Regions from separate parts of the Sus scrofa genome. Here region 2 is linked to region 1. A link is a contact called in public Hi-C data. All regions are on one chromosome and are shown on one strand. The core of a region is the stretch at or near the end of the contact, and the rest is flanking DNA. Distances in the headings are between cores, read along the strand shown.

Evidence for each region. Hi-C and Micro-C count contacts between places; a contact is called where the count stands out from the background.
Region 2: a contact with region 1 is called in a Hi-C map of embryonic fibroblasts, with 1.4 times the contacts expected there. The contact joins two enhancer-like sites. A contact is called at or near these places in 2 of 47 Hi-C or Micro-C datasets (embryonic fibroblasts and epiblast stem cells) and 2 of 2 datasets of contacts at active chromatin or transcription factors (alveolar macrophages and skeletal muscle).

What each region holds. Positions count from the first base shown.
Region 1 is chr13:125,889,513-125,895,581 of Sscrofa11.1, reverse strand. All of the region lies in intron 2 of LPP (lipoma-preferred partner), which reads right to left. Among named protein-coding and RNA genes, the nearest start is that of LPP, 110 kb to the right of the region's middle. Within about 2 kb of position 3,496, at least 33 of the 83 cell types and tissues checked have an H3K27ac peak or open chromatin away from gene starts, as enhancers often do. A contact at or near this core is called in embryonic fibroblasts, where this site is marked.
Region 2 is chr13:126,026,689-126,032,757 of Sscrofa11.1, reverse strand. All of the region lies in intron 3 of LPP (lipoma-preferred partner), which reads right to left. Among named protein-coding and RNA genes, the nearest start is that of LPP, 250 kb to the right of the region's middle. Within about 2 kb of position 3,832, at least 5 of the 83 cell types and tissues checked have an H3K27ac peak or open chromatin away from gene starts, as enhancers often do. A contact at or near this core is called in embryonic fibroblasts, where this site is marked.

The DNA of each region.
Region 1 (6,069 bases), core at 2,247-4,746:
TTTCTACAGAAGATGGAAACCAATAAGGATCCTGTTTTGTCAGTTGCGAACGCACACTTCCTAGGAATGCATTTGATGTCTGGTATTCTTCTTCCACTCCCTCTCCCTGCTTCTCTTTTGGCCATATATGGACTGAGCTCCAATGCCTGGGTCACAGAACTCAGGCCTTGGGTATGAATGCAATCTGGTTTCTGAGCTGTTTGTCTTTACTGGAAATCCGAAGAATCCATCTAGGAAACATTTACTAAAATGCAAAAGGCAGGGAGAATTGATTCACACCCTGAACTTGGACCAGAAAAAAAGATTTTTCTTTTGTTCACCCGAAGGTCTGCTAACCAGATTCTGTGGGGAAAGTGACAAGTTTAACAAATACAAGAGCATTTTTTTTTCTCAAAAAATGTGTGTGAGTGTGTGTGTGGGCATATACTCGTTCACAGGTATGTTAGGTAAAGGATAGTTCAAACGCAAGCGTTAGAAAGACAAAACTGAGACACTGTAAAAGAAAGACACCACCAACAAACCAATCAGAACATGTATTAGGCATTCATCTGTCTTGATATGACTTAGTTATCTCTTCATGCAGTGTCTGACTTTCAAACTTCACAAATTGCATTTCAGAAGCAGAAAATCTCTTTGAAAACAGGAGTAACCTGCAATTATCATTTCAATTTAAAACAAGAATTTACCAAGCATCTATAATTCCCAACAATATTTTTGAAAGAACTTATACAAAGGGAATTCAATAAGCACATTCCCCAGACATGTAAACTTAGAAAGACAAAAAGATGGGAGTAGGAAAGAAGAGCTAATTTGAGTGAGGGAGAAACCAAGGCCCTAGGAATAGAAATAACTTGCCCAATGGCACAGGATCCGTAATTTCAATGAGGAGCACATAAAATCTAAAATGAAAGTAGAAGGGACAAGGTGAAAATGTTATGGCCTCCAGAGTTCCCATTGTGGCACAGTGGAAACGAATCAGACTAGGAACCATGAGGTTGTGGATTCAATCCCTGGCCTCACTCAGTGGGTTAAAGATCTGGTGTTGCCATGAGCTGTGATGTAGGTTGCAGACACGGCTCAGATCCTACGTTGCGTGGCTGTGGTGTAGGCCAGCAGCTATAGCTCCAATTGGACCCCTAGCCTGGGAACCTCCATATGCTGCGGGTGAGGCCCTAAAAAGCAAAACAAACAAATAAACAAGATGTCATGGCCTCCAAGAGAAGAGAGGGGAAAAGGCCACCGTTAACCCATAACAATGAGCTGCACTCACTGTAGCACATGGTCACCACAAACTAGCTTTGCCATTTTCAAGAGAACATATCTTGTCTCCTTAGTGAGGACCAAGGATGGGCAGAGATCACAGCCTCTATTTGAAAGGCCTCTGGAGGCAAGTGTTCCTTGTTAGAGTGCAAGATCCACTGATTCTGCGAGGCAGCACCCTGAGCAAGTTCCTTGTCCTCTCAATATCCCAGTGACTCATCTGCAAACTGGACATGATCATTTCTACTTATACCACAGGTGAAGAGATTAAATGAGCTTTTTACAAAGTGCCTGCCTAGCAGTGTTTGACACATAAATAAGCACTTCATAGACAGTAGCTGTTAGTAGCAAATTCACTCATAATTCCTGCTACAAGGAGAAGGAATGGTTTGGTGCAATGAACTTTAGGGAGTCTAAAGTTCACATCCCTACAATTCTTCTCAACCTAACTATAAACTACAAGCCTAACTCTGATTATATATGGATTATCTCATTGAGTCTCCTTTGCCTCAGAGTTATGGTGGAATCTTAGCTGGAAAAAGCTCTTTTGGGAGTTTTCATTGTGGCACATTGGAAACGAATCCGACTAGGAACCATGAGGTTGTGGGTTCGATCCCTGGCCTCACTCAGTGGGTTAAGGTTCTGGGATTGCTGTGGCTGTGGTATATAGGCCGGCAGCTGTAGCTCCGATTTGACCCCTAGCCTCGAAAACCTCCACATGCTGCGGGTACAGCCCTGAAAAAAGACAAAAGACAAAAAAAAAAAAAAAAAGAAAGAAAGAAAGAAAGAAAGAAAAAGCTCTTTAGAAATTGTTTTGCAATGAGAAAATGTAAAGTATATCATAAAGGTCAGAAACTTCTTTGGGGAATAATTGAGTGTCATACAAATGCAGGTACTGTATAAGTATCAGTGGAGGAATACTTTTCTTATAAAAAGTAAACTCAGCTCTTTAAAAAGAAAAAGAGGGGTTTGAATACAATGTTACTCCTCTCATAAATGTTCCTGAGACAGAGGCTCTGGGAAGAAATTACTGAGATGACCACTCAATACTATATAATGAATAATAAGGAGGTGCTGACCAGGCACGTGACCAGGCCCAGGTGTGGATGGAGGCCTAGGAGCTGACAAACCCCTGAGAACAATCACTGAAAGTGAGCAGGCTAAAAGGCCTTCATCACATGGAATTTCACAGCCAGTGTAGGGAAACCAGAAGGGCCAAGTCTCCCTCTGGGCCCATCTTCCTCATCGGTACAGGTGCCACTTTCTCAACCTTAAGAGATGTCCAGAGAGGCAGAAAGCTTACAGAAGCTTGAAGCACCTCCAATACAGTGGCTTTCAAAGTGGGTTCCACAGAGGCACAGAATTTAGGACCATAACTCAGCCCTAGATGGAAGCCTATTTAACCATTTAATGACATAACAGTGCCACCATATAATTATACTTTGATTATTTTAAAGGTATCATTTACCTTTCAAAAATTTTCTTTACACCACTTTGCTTTTATGAAAAGGCTTACATTAGTATCTGTTTCATTGACCAAAAGAAAGCCAAAGAGGATATTCGTTCTTACAAAAAAAAAAAAAAATGGCAAAAAGCAAAAATAGCATTCAGAGTTTGCAGTTGCTTCTGCACTTGACTCCTTTTCAGCTCACAAAATGTGTCATAGGAACACTCTCACTTTCAGATAGCAGGGAAACCTGTACTGGGGTTTCAGATGACAATTCACAAGGGGTTTAAGAAAGAATTCCATAAACAAAAAGTTTCTGAAAAGACCAAGGCCCAATGAGTCTACTGACCAAGGTCATACAGCCAGTCAATGTCTGGACCACAAAGACATTTCTTGGACGAAGGCCTTGGAATGAGGGGCTAATGAGATACAATCAGAGAAAGTTAAAAGAGCTCCAGAGAGCATGCATTGCAATTAGAGAGGTCAGCTCGCTACCCCCAACCCCCAATAAGGCTGTAACTCTAGAAAGATTTGAGAATCAAGAGGGGAAGGATAATGGGAGCCAGAACGAATGGGTATCCCAGGTCTGGAACTTCCTTAATGTCTCTCCTCCATGCTCAGCTCTGGGTCTTCCTGCCCAGGTTAACCACCCAGGAAGAACTTGGAGGTGGGGCGCTAAAGGAGAAGAGCAAAGCTGGGAAAGAAACACACACTTTTCTTCTTTTCCCTGACTCTTCAGACAGCGCTCTGGCAAGACAGGGAAAAGGCCCTCTTGGGCGCCAGTGGACTTCAGCTTTGCATTCCTCCATCTCTCCATGGGCCAGATAGGAATAATCGGATACACGTCAACCCTAGAGTAGTCTGGTGAAATCACAGGGAAGACTCTTCAATCTGCTTAGTAACAGCAACAGAAAGTGCTAAATTAGTGAGTCAAGAAATATTTCTGGAAGAGCTATTCAACTGGAATGCTTGGAGAGCCACCCGCATTGCAATAACTCGAGCTGTCCTCATCTTTTAGAACACCCATAAGCCCAGGATTTAAAAAGGACTTCACAGCTCCAGGGGCAGCCAAATAAATAAATAAACACATAGAAGCTCTAAGTGGCTGACTGAAGTTATTAGGGAGAAAGTTATATTCTCAACAAGGATGTGATCTCTCTCTCTCTTCTCTTCCCCCACCCCCATAATTTCCCGGACCACTTTTGGTAGTGAGCAGTTTGTCATGTTTCCAAGGGAAGCGACGCAGTCTCCTGCGCAGCCGATTCCATCTAAAAAACATATCATCTGTCTCTGCGGCAGAAAGCCCAGTTGGAAGAAGCAAGTTCTGTGCGTTCAACTAGAAAACACTTCTTGTTCTCGCTGTCAAAATAATTCTGTATTAAACTTCTGGGATATGTGACTAATGTGCTTGGAACCTCTTGGAGCGACTGGTTTATTTATTTTAGGGAGGGGAGAGCTGCTGCTGCTGCTGGGGGTGGTGATAGAGAAAGAGGAGGAGGAAGAGGAAAGGAGGAGGATAAAGGACCCGGAACCTTGGAGAAGGAGCCCAGGGTCTGCTCGCATGGCTCCCAGGAGCCAGCCCTGACACACTTCATTATCAGAAGCCTGACAAGGCACCAAGCCAGGCCAGAAAAGGAAAGGCAAGACAGAGAGACAGGTAGTGAACACTTCCCAGAGCTAAGGTTGCCTCACAGTTCCTAAAAAGGCTCAGAAAGTTAAAAAGTAAAAGTAAAACGAAATACAAACACACACACACCACAGAAATCCTATCACAGCTCTTTCTAAAACACATAACTCTCCCTACTGCTAACAGGGGGGAAAAGCCCCAAACACATGATGGGGGGCATCTATCACCTCTATGATTTGACATCAATGCTTCACCTTCACATACCTTCCACACGCAGCCTGCCACTCCCCGCTTTCTGTCTTCCCCATTCCCTTTGTCTTGAAAGCACGTCTCTCTTCCTTGTTTATTGAAGTTCTAGCTATCTTTCAAGACCTTTCAACACCACACCCTCAGTGAAGCCTTCCCCAGTGGCAACAAACAGAACCTTCTGCCCTCCCTGTGTCACTGATAAGTTTACAGCAGGTCTCCAGGTGATCTTCAGGTATGAACATAACAATCTACCTACTGCCTGGCCCACCCTCCATCCCCAGAAACCAGTCTCCCCACAGCACCCACAGTGCACATGTACACACACACACACACACACACCCCAAGCCCTTGCCGTCAGAGGTCCAATTTTTCTATCTCAGCATCCCTACAAAGTAGCTTGAGGCCTGCAAACACCAAGGACACAGTCAATGCAGGTCCATCATGGAAACTGTGCCTTCCACAGCGAAGGGTCTTTAGTAGTAAACTTTCAAGAGACTTAAAAGAAAAAAAAAAAAAAAAAAAAAAGCTGAAAAATCTTCAGAAGGAAAAAGGCCAGGAATTTGCCTCTAGAGTCAGCACTTGAAAGCTGCCCTGCTCCCTTCTCAAATCCCATTGTGTGGTCAGAGTCTCCTCTCCTGCTTTGAGTCGGAAAGTGGGTAGAAATTTGGGAAACAAATGAGGAGCAGTGGCAGGAGAAGAAGTTCCCAGCAGGAAACAGATTGGGTAAATAAATCTAAAACATCATTTTTATAACTGAAGATTGAAATGTATTGCTTACTTTGTGTTTCATTTTAATGCTGCAGCCCCCCTATCCCCCAGCTTCTCACTTTAATACTTACATGTTTAAAAACAAAAGGAAGAAGGAAAGAAGGTATCTGGAGTAGAGAATAGGGCTGGGAGAGAACCAGGACAACGATGAGAGAAACAACAAGTTGGTCTGAATGCCTCTGGTCAGTTTTGGCAGGATCTCCTTCTAACTTTCTCTCTAAAGAGCTGCTTGGCAAAAAGAAGGCTTCAGAAAACAGTTTTCACTTTCCTTCTCCAAGCTCCACCTCCCTCCCCCACCTCATTTTAAAAATCAGCTCCAACCTCCTAAAGAGGAAAAGGAAAAGTGAGACCCAATTCACTCCACATTTTATACCACTTAAGGAAAACCATTTCTTGGAGAAAATGCTTTACAGTTCAGAAAATAATCTACTCTCTCACCCAGTTTCTCTCGACTTCGGCAGCTTCCATCTCATTCCTGTCTTTTTGCTTTTCTTCAACTTGGAAGTAGTTCACTGCCCTAAGAACCAGGATTATCCTTCTCTTCATTCAACATTTCTATCCCACTCTCCCTCTTGCTCTCTCTCTTCCTCCCTCTACCACACACACAATATTGTTTCTATTTTCTTGCGTTTATTAGAAGGTATTATACCCACAAAGGATAAGTCTTTATTTGTTCATTTACTCAATTTAAATATAGCTCAATAAGCACCTAGTATTA
Region 2 (6,069 bases), core at 2,583-5,082, 140 kb before region 1:
ATCCAAGAAGCCTGAGAGGAAAAAAAGAACTTAATTATAACATAGTTAAATGAATTGAAGGAAAAATATCAAAATGAATAAAATCTACTTACGCTAAAAAATATCTAAATTGATGTGGGGGTAGTTATACATCAATGATGGTATAAAAGTGTTTTCAGTTTTATTGAACTTAGCCTTATTTTTGTGGCTTTGAATTCCAAGCCATGCCTATGCCTCTGCCTTCTCAGGTTGCCACAAAAAGCTCTTAGAAGTTCTGGGCAACCATCTCCCCAGTACTTCCTCTCCAGATGTCTATGAGTGTTCAATCATCTGCCTCTATTACTCTAACTATATGCTTTTCACATTCTAATCAAATATATGGGATAATAAATCACAAAGGTCAGTGTACTTGCAGAATGATGCTGCAACTTTATCACCTTAACTTATGGGTTGAGTTTCAACGGTTTTGATGTTCACTTTTATGATTGACCAATGTGTTAGGCATGCTACAACCAAGTAGGGGTAGCATGTAACTGCAACACACAAATAACAAATCACTGGCATGGGCAGAGGGAAAATAGTAGATTATCCATCTCCCTTTAAAAATAAATAAATAAATAAATAGCCATAAAACAACTTAAACCTATGAACAGCATAAATCAGGGATAGCTACTGCAAAAAACAATTACATGGGCAATTCCAAATAATCTTAATTACCTTAGTTTTGCCTTTACTATTACTCATTCTAAACTCTAACTTTTCTAATTTGTTTCCTCAAAATTTAGACTTGCCTAGGTTCCAAGAACTCCAACTCATTTATTCAGCTATGTCATATTTGCCCTAATCAAGCTACTTAATCTAATCTCAAGAAAGATCTAAAGTTATTTGTTGACCTTACCACACCCTTCTCCACCAAGACTTTTTATTCTATTCTATTTATCAAAACTATATGTGATTTTTTTAAAAGTCAACTATAATATACCACATAGACTAGTCCTATCAGTAAGCCTAAGAAACTGTGCTGAAAGGCAGTTCTTGGTACTTACACCTTTGCTTAGGAAAAGTAATTCTTTTAGAGAATTTTGCCATTCTCTATCTGCACTCAACAGCATTAAGTTTAGTTCTGGGCCCTGATAAACCAGGCTTTCCAGGATAGGCTGAATAAAATAATTAAAAGCTTTAGAACCCTACAATGGAAATAATAGGGAGGAGGACTTTCCTTTGCAATCTTCAAGGGCAGAACTAGGACCAGAGGTAGACCTGGGGTGCAGCAGGTTTCACCTGAATATAGTAAAATATCTTTTAATCCAAAAGAAATACAAGTGACCCTACAAATAAAACATATTCCCACCTCCACCATATGTTAAAGCCAAAGCAATCTAATGGCTGCCTGAGAGGACAGATCTATACCAGGGACACTGCTACCAAGACTTATGTTTTTCCAGAGAGTTGAGGGTTATATTTTGTTTGTTTTTTCATTGTGTGAACATATGTTTCATATCTCTTATTAAATGTGTGCATTTGGGCATTTTAGCTTTATTCCCCTGCAAAAGGGACCTTCTCCCACTGTATTTTCTAACCTGCTGTTATGCTTAAAACTATCAGTGTTTGTATATTTAATTTGAGCCACCTCAATAAATGTCATACTTATCATTTATTCAGTAAGTAGTCATTGAATGCCTCATTTGCACCTCAACCACGTTAGACACCATGAATTGAATGGTGACCAGCGAAGAGTTCCTGCTCTTGAGGTCAAATTGGCTAGTTGGCAAGGTAACTCTGATGATGCCTCCCTAGAAAAAACATTTGTTTAATTTGTTTTTCTGTTTGTTCTTCACCATTCCTTTCCAGAGACTCCTAACTCAAAAGTGGTTAAGGAAGAGGTCCTATTTAATGACAACTGGTTACCATTCAAGCGATGTGATCAGATTGTTACAGATTTTTCCTCCCTGAGGGCACATTTTTAAAACTTTAAGTACTAACTAAACTCCATGGCTAAAGATTATAAATTCCTAAGATTAAAAAATATGTCCACATTTTATGAGAGCAGATTTCTAATCAAAATAAAGACAAACTTTCCAAAAACTCAGAACTGTCCAAAGACAGAAAGGGCAGTTTCAGTTTCACACACTAAAAATATTCAAGAAAAGCATGAAAAACATCTTGTTAGACGTGATAGGAACTCAAGTATCAGAGGAGAGATTGGACTGTCTCAGTGGTTCTAAGACTTGGAAAATGTTTTTAAAAAAGAAAAGGTGCCTATCCTAGACCAATTATATTAGAATTATCTGAGAGTGAAGGCCAAGTCTCAGCATTTTTTTAAAGTTCCCCAGGTGATTCTTGCATGTCGTGAAGGTAGAGAACTACTGAGACATTTAAAGTCCTCTGCAATATAGCACAGGTTGTGTTCTAAAAAGTTTGTGGATTTTTAAGCCCTTAAGTAAGAGTACAACACAGCCATAAAGTGGCACAGGCTCTTCCACTTTAGGAAGGTCATCAAGGAGAAAAGCACTGGGCAACAATATTGCCTATAACAAGTCCAAGTTCTAAGATGTGCTCATGAGGGAGAAAAGCTAGAACTATCAGTAATTTACTGGATACAGACAGAGAAAGGGAGACACACATTTTGAGATTCCAGAGACCATTATTCCATCAAGGTCTCTATGGAATAGTTGTACTAAGATATGCATTTTAGGTTATTAGGAGTTCTTGCTTCTTTTCTTCCCTTTATATATGTTTTTAAACAGAACCCCCCCCCCCAATCACAATCTCAACTTTTGTAAAGTTGCAGTTAAGTTAATGAAATGTTTGCAAAATTCAGTGGGATTTTGGGAAGACTGGCAGGAGAGACAGCTTAGTAAAATTATAATATCAAAGCTAAGGCAGTGGCTTTGGTATTGAACATAGTTCTACCAAAGGCATAAAAAGCAAGGGTATAATAAGCTCATGGCCCCCACTGCATGCCTATGATTTCCAAGTACCATAAAATGCTAACACTATAACACCAGAAAACATCCTATTTTTAGTACTTGAGGTTGTTTTTGAAAATTGCCATGCCATTGAAACTTTTTTTTTTTTAAACTACATCTTTTCCATCCCTTCACATAATGATCATTGACCAAGATACCCTAGAGCCAAACGCAAACAGTGACAGCAAGGTTGGCAGAACCTGGGAAGGGAAAAGTCCACCTATCCCCTTCAGTGGCTCAGAGGAAGAGAAAGGTAAATGGGGAATAGAAAGGTGAGTACATTGGTCATGGCCAGAGTGAAAGCTGGCATTGGCCCCAAGAGAAAAATGCAGAAGTTCTGACTCTCAGCCCTTATTGCAAACCACCCGTCATTCTCACTTCCCCTGCCAGCAGAGCTGACTTTTGCCAGGGAGGGAAGAACTAGTTTCACAAGCAATTATCATAATAAGAAAAAAGGGTGGGGTATGAGGGAATCATAGGCACAGTGGATTGTTTTTTGACTATAAGATCACTGTCAGGCTTTCAAAAGAAATGAATTTGTTCCCTCAACGTTTTACTAGACCAGTTTATAATAAAAATCAAATCAGTAAGTATGACTTGCATTGATATAGCTGAACCTTCGACTCAGGAATACGAAAAGCTCCAGAGGATGGAGAGAGGCAAACTTGACCTGAACAGTTAAGTTGCAAAAACATAAAAGCTATCATAAAAGACACCACAAATGAGCTAGGGCAGGAAAGCAAATACGGATTTTCTACAGCCATTAATTGCCATATTACCATTATTATCATTACATAACACAGTAGCATATGGGCAGTATTAAATGGTGTATTTTCCAAAGAGAGTCTGGCCAACTGGGTTAGGCAATGGCCTCCTTGAATCAAAACCTATCGCTCCTTGAGGCTTGCATAGCTGCCTTGATTAAACACAGTGGCAGGCTCCACAGTTGAACGGACGATTCTTCTTTTTTTGAAGGGAGGTAGAATAGAGTAATTGCCAGATGTTTGCAATTTTAGCTATAAAAAGATGGCTGCTTTCCATTCCTGAGTATGTTGAATCTTTTTTTTTTTCTTTCTACCCAAGCTATTGTGGTTCACTAAAATAGGCCACTGCACTGATGAATCATCATTCAAAACTGCATTAATGGAAGCAGAACAAATATGACATTTTAAATTCACATATAAGAGGAATAAGTAAAAATGTATGGGTAATAATTACATGCCAGGCAATAGAAAGCATATTATAGTATAAAGGACTCAGGAATCTCCTTGATTGCTTTGTACCTGTAGAACCGGGTACAAGCAGTTTCATCACAGAACTTCCATCGCCTCAATAATCAAATGTGAATGAATATCTGTGTGGCCTCCCTCTCAGAGGAAAGAACCCATGCCTTATCCATCTCTATGCCTCACCTTATAAATGCACTGCCCAGAGGAGATGTGCAAACAAATATGAACATGTTATCAAAACCATATATTGTGATATAATTGTGTCTACATGTTATATTGTACAGTCATTGCATTTTTTAATGTAATTATTAGAACCCCCACTTCCATCACCACCAAATTCTCAGTTCTCTTTTTAGACTCTACCTCCTAATATGGCAAGAGGAAAAGGGAAAGCTGGCTTTCATTTAACCAACATTGATATAAATGGCTTGGGAGACTGGTGACCTCTAAAACAGGGGAGGTTATCTTTCTTAATGAGTGGAGTTAAGCATCTCTTTGAGGATCTGATGACATATGGACCCTCTCCCTGAAAAAGTTATACACATAGACCAAGAGTAAACACAATTTTAAGAGACTGGCTAAATTTCAAATATGAATCCCAGAGATGAATAGGACCCAAGATAAAATTCCTAGCAAATCAATTAATTATTTTCCTGTAATGATATAATTACTAACATCTCTAAAATCTCTCTGCCTCATTTGATAATCTGGAAAACAAAAAAGACTTTTTAAATTAATAAAAATCACTGGTTTACTTTATAGTTTTCATTACATAATGTTCACTTACATTATTATCTATAATACTAATTCAATAAAAAAAAATGCTCCTTCTTTGGGAGCTCCCATCATGGCTCAGCAGTAACAAACCCAACTAGCATCCATGAGGACTAGGGTTCCCTCCCTGGCCTCACTCAGTGGGTTAAGGATCTGGCGTTGCCATGAGCTGTGGCGTAGGAAAGTAGCTGCAGCTCCAATCCAACCCCTAGCCTGGTAATGTCCATGTGACTCAGTTGAGGCCCTAAAAAGCCAAAAACAAAACAAAAAAAAAAAAAACAAAAAACAAAAAACAAAAAACAAAACCCTCCTTCTTAAAGAGATACCATAAAAATGAATCCTTTCTTCTTCTATATTGATATAGTTCAAGTAACGTTTCTCTCCGAGAAAGGTGTTTTGCATTCAGAAAAAGGACCTATCAACATAGTATAATTTAACAGGAATAAAACAAGATAATCCTAAAGTGTCAATTAGCAAAGCATTATCATAGAATAAAAAAGGATAAAACCAAGGTGTTTTCAAAATTGGCCAACCATAGTTATATTTGGACAATTATGATTAAAAATCTATGGATGAAAAAACTATGAATTATTACTCCTAGGGTTAATATTCACACTTTAATTTTAATAATAATAATAGCAACAATAAAGATGGCAGCTTCCATCAATTTGACCATTATCTTGTGACAGACACTCTGCCAATTTATTTGCTTAATTTTAAAAACAACTCTTAGAGATATATGTACCTCTATTTTAATGTAAGAACAAATTGAAAGAGCTTAGGTAGCCACTTAAACTAGTAAGGCCAAATTCCTAGAGAAGTAAAGGGTAAAATCAAAACTTGAACTCAGATCTACCTGAGGTTAATCTACATCCTGCCACCCCAATACCTCCCCTCTTTTAACCTTCTGATCTGGTCCTGGCCCCAAGAAACTTCAATTAAACCATCTGAGAAGTTGAACATAAAGCCACTTCACAAACAGAATTTATAGCTTTATATTTTTAGTTACATTATCATTTTCATTTGTCAGGTTTCTAATGAAAATAAAAACTGTTTAAGGGCTGGAATGTGTTTTTACTCTTTTCCCATCTGTTATAGAGCCCTGTTTAATAAAAATG